Regions from separate parts of the Mus musculus genome. Here all the other regions are linked to region 2. A link is a contact called in public Hi-C and HiChIP or PLAC-seq data. All regions are on one chromosome and are shown on one strand. The core of a region is the stretch at or near the end of the contact, and the rest is flanking DNA. Distances in the headings are between cores, read along the strand shown.

Region 1 (2,700 bases), core at 4-2,503, 1.3 Mb before region 2:
TGCCTATATGCCTCTGTAGCTCCTGCCACTAAATCCTCATTTCCATTGGCTGTGTGGCTGAGTCTCTTCCCTCTTGTTCCATTTTTCTGCACTAACAGCATTAGGGCAGTGGAAATGAAATGTTACAGTCAACAGTGTTTAATATTTTTTTGTTCTTATCACTGTTAACACTTCTATTACTATCAAAACGTTTGGATCAGCACTGTCAGTTACACAGAACCTGCTGACACACCAAGGAAAACTTTGATAAACAGTTCTGCTGCGTTTTTCTATATTCTGCAGAGTTCTTATGTCAAAATGTTTCTTTGTTCCTTGGGATATTTATGTTGAAAAAATATATTGTGGTTTGTTAAGGGGGTGGTTTTGTATTTCTACTTGAAGTTTTAATCCTTTACTTCTAACCTCACAGTAGGTTGCTGTAGAAGTGATTAGATTGTAACAAATATAGGATTATTGTAATTCAGGGCAGACAATAAGCTGGGAATGATTTTCTAAAGAACAAAGATGTCATTTTCATGGAAATATAACAACAGTTTCAAAGAAAGGAGCAGGTTTGAAAGAAATAAATATGTGCTTGACTAGGGCAGATTATAAGAAGAAATAAAGACCAAAATTTCAAATGAAAAATTGACAGTTCTGAAAATTTACATTCACTCTTTTCTTTGAGTTCTAAGGCTCTTTGAATGTATGCTTATGGGCTTTCAAGCTTACTGCTTGCATTCATCAGGACCCCCTCTTAAATACCTACATTTAATTGAAAGCGACATTTGACCTTGAACAAAGAACAGCAGTTTCTCATTTATTTTTGTAAGGCAGAGTCATCTTCTACTGCATATTAAATCTTCCTTTGCATGTGAAAAAATGGAATTCCCAAACGTTGTAAGCCCAATGAAATTGTATATGCTACACAGGTTAAATGTTAGATGGCGGCAGACATTATATTGAGGACATTTTCTAAATAAGTTAAATATGGAAAATAACTGAGCAAATTGTCAGTATTTTCAGAAAATATTTCCCTCCCTTTCACACTGAGTGTGGGAAAGGGATTCTCAGTGCAAGATGAACTTCACTTAGTATGTGTCAAGTTACTACAGAGGACAGTTGCTTATCCTCAAAGAATAATGCTGCTTTGACAAACTTTTGAATGGTGAGAGTTACAGAGACAGTTTTCATCCTCCACTCCCATGACATGCCATTTTATAGCTCTGCTGATGAGCACACAGCTCCATCTGGGGGCAGAGCCAGAGGGAACATTTTTTGTCTTGGCTGGATGGCTGTCATCATTGTGCAATAGAAGCTTCCTGTGTCAACAGCACTCATCCATAGCCCATTCTTGGTCATACTTCTATCTAGTTTATTTCATGACATTCTGTAAGGTCATGGTGTTCATTCTAAAAGCCCTTCTGTAGGAGTCTCAGAACCTTGTAATTGGTTCTTCTTCTCTAACTGTTCTTCTGTGTCTACACATCCATTCCTTCTGGCTTTTTCAATGTAGCTTGTATTTTTTTTTCAGATCTAAATTACAGAACATTTTCAATTCACCTCCAAAATTATCTGTACTATTTGCACTTCTCTTCCTTATTCTTCATCTTTATTTCCTGTCAGGTCTACATTCTTATCTTCAAGGGGCTGGACTACTCTAATGATCCTTGGTTCTACATATTGGGTCCTTTCTCCTGAAACAATGTATTCTCTCATTCCCACCCTTTTCATTGGTTATCTCATGGCCACACCCAGACAATATACCTGAAGTTATTTATTTGGCATTGCTAACCTAGCTTCTTTTCACTTCACACTTTGGCATCTAAGAGTATTCCTTCCTCTGCATCAACACACATGACTGATTCAAATCAATAAATTCAAATCAATAAATTGAATAAGTTACAAATATAATTTTTTATTTACCCTCACTGTAATATCATGACTAATTATGTCTTAGTAATGGCTACTTGAAACACAGAACCAGCATTCTAATTACCATTTGCCAATACTTAATCTACCATTGGCAATATGTAATGTGAGTGTGTGCACAAGTATGCATGTATGCGCGCACACACACACACACACGTGTGTGTGTGTGTGTGTGTGTGTGTGTGTGTGTGTGTGTGTGTGTGTATTTGTGGTGCAGATGTGTGTCAAGAGGTTGCTATACACATAAGTATGGATGGACATAGACTCCTTGAATGTCGTACTTTCAGCATCTACCTTGCTTTTTGAGACAAGGTCTCTCACTGACACAGAACCCACCAAATAGGCTGCTGATCCTAGGAATATGGCTATCTCTGTCTTAGCAGTAATGGATCACAGACATGTGCTCATGGACTTGGGGTGATTTGTAAGACATTTTCCCTTGCTGAACAGTATGATCTGTAGCCCTTAATCAACATCCTTTTAACTGTTGTTCCAAATAGACACGTAAGCGACAGCATCGTTCTGCTCAGAATCTTTAGTTGCCGCCTGTCAGGAGCAGGTGACTGAGTAGTATATGGTTTAAGTGATGACTTCTCCACATAGAAGGTGTGGAATTCAGCCAGCCTGTTGATTTCTTGCTGTGCCTTTTCTTACTTATTTCTTCAATTGTTCTAAACGACTTGGAGGTTGAGTTGGACAACATTGTGCTTTTTTTTTTTTTTAAATCAGTAGCATCACACATGTAAGTAGTAAAAAGATCCTGACTTTTGTCATTTTATTATTACATCT
Region 2 (2,700 bases), core at 180-2,679:
TTTCATTTTTTTCCTTTTTATAATATTGAGCCATGCAGAGGACATCATTTACAGAACAGAGAATTCAGTCATATAACATATTGAATATAGATTTAATGTGACTGTCTGTGATTCTGGAGACAAATCTATGAACACAGAACAGCACACAGATTCAGGCATCATCTCACATGCAGTACAGATAGCAGCGTGTACAGGCATGAGGTACTGACAAATAGGCAGAAGAAATTTGGGGGTAGCACCGACACTAACAACTGGGCAATGCTGGGGAATTATCTTAGAATCATATCTGAAAACCCAGAAATTATCTGGGGAATCTCAGTTTGTCAGAGACACAGCTTTGTGCTCACCTCATCTTCTCATTGACCATTATACAGTGTGTGCCTTTTCTTTACTTTTTTCTTTTCTTTTTTTTTTTTTTTTTTAATTATGTCACCAACTGCCCTTCCTCTGTCTTTGAGTTTGGAACTACCTGTGACACAATCTGTAATCTAAAGGAACAACACTGCATTCAGCTAGATACTCTCAAACTATAGAGAATCTAGAATCAGGAAACATTTCTACCTAGCGTATGTCTAACTTAAACCCTATTTTCCCCTATTTTCTTAAAGGCAAAAACAAAGAACAGAAGCCGACCTTGCACACATTCAATGCTATGGTCAACGGCTGGGGCTGGGTAAAGGATACATTTTCCCTGTGATTGTTCACATTTTCTGCTGTTCCTCATGTAAGTGAACACAGCAGCCAGATGCTTTTGGGGGACACCACTCCATGGTGGCCTGCTGCAGTTTTAATGCTAGAGCTAGATTCATGTGCTGAGGTCTTTCTGTCCTCCCCAGAGCCACCAAGACAAGAGCAGGAGGTTTCAACTTTCACCTTCAGCAGCTCTTCCTCCTTGGCACACTCGCCAGGAAAGGGAAGTCTGTGTGGGGGTGTGGAGCTTTTCCTCAGATTAACATGTTTCTGGCTGCTGACAAAATTAGATAAATAAATAAATAAATAAATAAATAAATAAATAAATAAATAAATGAAACATCATCAAAGAAAATAGCTTTATTGCACGGATCATCAATAAAGGGAATGGATTTTTGAACACCAGCAAGCCCACCCCTTTGGGCTTCAGAAGTCACCTCTTCCTTACATAAAGCATTCATTACCTTACCTCTGAAAATGATTTCTGACGATAACCCGGATATGAAAATTAGGAACCAGCCAGAAAGCATTTCCTCTCCTGTGTGGTGCCAGTTGCCCCCTCTGCGTCTTCTCATTTATCCTGGCAGTGGTTTGTCTCTTTGCCTTTAAAAGTTAAGTCCACCTTCATCGCACACTGTAGAAAGAAGTGAAATTAAACTGCAGTGTGTTCTAGAGGAGAAAATCTACTTTATTCATCTCTCAGCCCTACTTTAACTTACACTGACCTAATTACAGCCCACACCAGGAGAGGCTGAGTTAGCAGAAGGAGCGCTTCTGCCACCTAGTGGTCAGTTCTCTGAACTGTGAGCTGAGACCTGACCTTTTTTTTTTTTTTTTACTTTATTTTTGAAAGGTCTGGCACAGAAGTGCAAATGACCTTCTCTGGTATCTGCATGAATGCTAACGATCAGCCTCCTCCCCACCCCCCACCACCACTCAGCTTCTTCGGAAGGTCTAAGGCGTAATGTTTTTCTAAACAACTTCATCTAGAGAAAGTTGAATTAATGCCTCCTCCGATGTACGGTAGCTTTAGAAGCATTTTATTAAGACTGTATTATATGACATTTCATGAAGATGAAATTGAAAATCATAATGCAAATATTAATACTACTGAAAGCAACATTTGATATACTATGTGTTGAACTGAATACTTAAAGGTCTTACAATCCTCCTCACTAAATCAATTACCCTCCCTCCCAGCAACCACACAGTTTTGCTAGCTGAATGATTTCTCTGAAGCTCCAGGCTTGTTGGTTTGCTTCTGGGAGTGGTAGTAGACGTTTAAGAATGCTTCGTGTTCTCTCTCTCTCTCTCTCTCTCTCTCTCTCTCTCTCTCTCTCTCTCTCTTCTGGCTTCATTAACGAGTTATTGATTCGTAACTTGAAAGAAAAACTTGGATGAAAAATGTAGCCAGCCTGAATCACCGATGCTAATTAAGACCCGAGGAGGAAAGGGGATAAAAAGGCACTCATGTGCCCAGGCACCAGGGTAGGCAGGCTCCTCCTCTGTCCATTAAGGCAGATATGTGCTGCTCAGCCTGGCCTTCCTTCCCATGCATAAAACAAAGGAAATGTCTGGGTGCAGAGGGCAGTTAATACAGGGATCAGGATGTGAACAATAAGAATCACAAACAATCATTTCAATAAAGTTTTCAGTGTGATATGTTCACTTGCAGTGGTTTAATGTATTATGACCTTTTTAATGTCAAATCTATGGATTAGTATAATATTACATCTAAAAATGGGGGGAAATGTTTCATTATTATTCAATTATTCATAAGAACTCCTTAAATCCCTACTGTTTAACGAGAACCTATTTAGACCCTGCTTATACCTATAAAGTAAGTATGATTAAATGTTTGATATAAATGTTTCACAAAAACTCACACTATGGGACTAGAGAGATGGTCTCACAGTTAAGAGCACCTGCTGCTCTTCTAGAGGTCTGGAGTTCTGTTCCTAGAAGCTATAGAAGGCTGCTATTTACTGACTCTGTAATTTCAGCTCCAGG
Region 3 (2,700 bases), core at 49-2,548, 1.2 Mb before region 2:
AAAAGTTACTTATAATAATTCACTTATCACTTATTAAATGTAGCCTGATTTAAGCATCTAATTTTATTTATTGATTTTATTTATTGAATTATAAATATCAGAATAATTATTCATACTTTGATTTTTCTGTGGTTTAAATACCTAATCATATACACATAATTTTAGTTAATTTAGATAGCTGTAAATGGTATATATAAAGTAGAAGGAATTCAGGATACTCCTTTAACCACAGTCACTGAGAGGAGAGTCCTGTGGGTGGATGGAAAACTTGCATGTAACTGAGAGTCCAGAGAAACAGGTGGGTCTGAAGTGGATCACATTAACTTATAAATGCTTTCCAAACACTTGGCTTTTTCTCAAAAGTAATTTTGGCAAATTGAATGACTTCCTTTGTTGTTTAATAAATAACAGCAATATAATCTCTAACCCACATTGGCATTTATCTATTGCTTGTCATTTATAACTTCTGCATGCTGAACAGATGTTAAGACATGGTATCCCTACTAGCTCTTTGTATATGTGTAGGTGGGAAACATTATATAGAAAATAACTCATTATAAAATGTTATTTGTTAATATATTTATATTAAAAAAAACGACAATTAGAATGAGTCATTATTCTCTGGAAGTCAGGTTTTCCCCAGTGCCTTTCTCACTGTTGGACACATTACATGTTTTGCTGTTAACCATTTCAAAACTCTGGTGACTCATGACTATAAATAAAACACTGAATATTCGTCAAACTTTTCAGCACATGGTAAACACCGTGGAATTTTTTATGGGGGATTTTTTTTAAGGTTCTGCAATCCACAGATTTTTGAGTGCTTCTGTTTGGAAATGTGTCTTTTAGCCTCAGGATATAATTTTCATGCCCATGATTTGCGAAGTTGAAGAACCAATCCGTATGTCTCTAATCATAGGAGGCTTTAGAAATGTGTGCTTTGTACACATGACAGCAAATGTATTCGTTTACCTTGGCTATGAGTGGTTAGTACTGTCTCCAAATATTGTTTCCCCTGAGCACAAACTGCCAGTGGTACTGATATAATAATATAGTGTTGTTTGACATTGTTATTTCTAGATACTATGGTATAAACAAGTATTGCATACACACTGGAGTAAGGAAGATCTCTAGTTTTTCCCTCTTTGGTTATTTTGGGCTTCGGTACAGATGCAGCAGTATCAAGGACTGCTTGGCTATAATCCAGACTCTTTCTCCATGAGCTCACACATGTACACAGCCTCTTTACTCAACCTCTGCTTATTTTTCCACCTCATAACAAAACAAAGATGATGACTGTCCTAGGAAAATTCTTATCATGGGCGGGGTTTTTTGAGGGTTTTCTCCTGCAGAATACCTAAGAGCATGGTATTTCCTTGTTGATGATAGCTGTACAGAAGAATGTGTGTGACACCCAAAATGTAATATTTGGAGTTTAGATCAGATAGGAAGTTTCTATTGTGTAGGAGTTTTCTTTTAAGAGAAAACATCTCCACCTGTTGATGCAGAACTTAGAACTGACTCTGATTTACTAGTCTCGTGCCTCTGTTTGCTAAGGATAGAAAAGAATCTTCAATTTCTTGTGATATTTGCTTCAAACAAATAATCAATATCATATGACATCCACATTTACAATCTGATATGCTGTCTATGATAGGCATATGGAATAAACATGAAACATGACAGAGCAAGTGAATTCATTCAGCACATGTCATAACATTACCATATGCAACAGAAAAACTGAAATTTATATAAAATAAAAACAGGTTATACAGTAAGGGGACAAGACTCATCATAGAAAATATGAGGCCAGATTCATGACTTATGGCTTCATTAAAGAACACTTTACATATATCTATTATGGTTGTAAATTTGTGAATTTTGTATTCATACACCAATATAGACAACATCAAGAAGCAAACATGTGTATATGTATTATGTGTATTTTTATAAATGTAACCATCATATAAAATAATAATTTTATTTGAAAACCAGAAAGACAAAAAGATTGATGGAAATATCTTTATTTTTTTCATGTTAAGTAGTTCAGTTATTGATTGATTGACTGTGGCTTTCACTGCTCCTCAGGAAGAAAAATGTTGTTCGGGTGTAAAAAATTATAGGTAGAGGTGGAAAAAAGTAGTCAAAACTTTATTCACTCAGATATCGATGCTTTCTCTAAGTCCTATAAATTGGCTTTCTAGCAGAGTAGACTAACTCACAGCCATATTCTTTCCCCATACACACAAACACACACACACACACACACACACACACACACACAAACACACACACACACACACCACCTGCTTTCTATTTTTAGGTTTTGATTTTTTAAATTTTTCATTTAGTTGTTTTTTAAACTTAAAAATTGAGATTATATTATAATTACAACAGCTTCCCTTCCCATTTGTCCTTGAAAGCGTCCCATATACCTCTCCCAACTCTGCTTAAAATTCATAGCCTCTTATCTTTTTCAGCAGCTGTTATTGCATGCATATATATATATATATATATATATGTATGTATATATGTGTGTGTGTGTGTGTGCATGTGTGTGTGTGTGTATATTTCTGAATATAACCTGTTTAATATGTATAATGTTACCTGTTTGTATGTTTTTTTAAGGCTGACCCTTAGGTGTTGGATAACCAAATGCTGGTCTCTTCCCTGGAGAAGATTATTTCTCCCACTCTGAGC

Evidence for each region. HiChIP or PLAC-seq counts read pairs in DNA pulled down with a chosen protein or histone mark. Hi-C and Micro-C count contacts between places; a contact is called where the count stands out from the background.
Region 1: a contact with region 2 is called in a RAD21 HiChIP or PLAC-seq map of pro-B cells, with 38 times the contacts expected there. The contact joins two enhancer-like sites. A contact is called at or near these places in 2 of 15 datasets of contacts at CTCF or cohesin (large pre-B cells and pro-B cells), 10 of 484 Hi-C or Micro-C datasets (the AML12 cell line, B cells, the BV-2 cell line and 6 more) and 1 of 115 datasets of contacts at active chromatin or transcription factors (acute myeloid leukemia).
Region 3: a Hi-C map of the C2C12 cell line shows a contact between it and region 2, with 7 times the contacts expected there. The contact joins two enhancer-like sites. A contact is called at or near these places in 2 of 15 datasets of contacts at CTCF or cohesin (large pre-B cells and pro-B cells), 4 of 484 Hi-C or Micro-C datasets (the C2C12 cell line, adipose-derived mesenchymal stem cells, cortical neurons and 1 more) and 1 of 115 datasets of contacts at active chromatin or transcription factors (acute myeloid leukemia).

The regions. Positions count from the first base shown.
Region 1 is chr10:16,635,759-16,638,458 of GRCm38.p6, reverse strand. No RefSeq gene overlaps it. Among named protein-coding and RNA genes, the nearest start is that of Gm20125, 460 kb to the left of the region's middle. Within about 2 kb of position 1,253, at least 23 of the 459 cell types and tissues checked have an H3K27ac peak or open chromatin away from gene starts, as enhancers often do. A contact at or near this core is called in pro-B cells, where this site is marked.
Region 2 is chr10:15,299,025-15,301,724 of GRCm38.p6, reverse strand. No RefSeq gene overlaps it. Among named protein-coding and RNA genes, the nearest start is that of Gm23892, 320 kb to the right of the region's middle. Within about 2 kb of position 1,429, at least 70 of the 459 cell types and tissues checked have an H3K27ac peak or open chromatin away from gene starts, as enhancers often do. A contact at or near this core is called in the C2C12 cell line and pro-B cells, where this site is marked.
Region 3 is chr10:16,506,434-16,509,133 of GRCm38.p6, reverse strand. No RefSeq gene overlaps it. Among named protein-coding and RNA genes, the nearest start is that of Gm20125, 590 kb to the left of the region's middle. Within about 2 kb of position 1,298, at least 47 of the 459 cell types and tissues checked have an H3K27ac peak or open chromatin away from gene starts, as enhancers often do. A contact at or near this core is called in the C2C12 cell line, where this site is marked.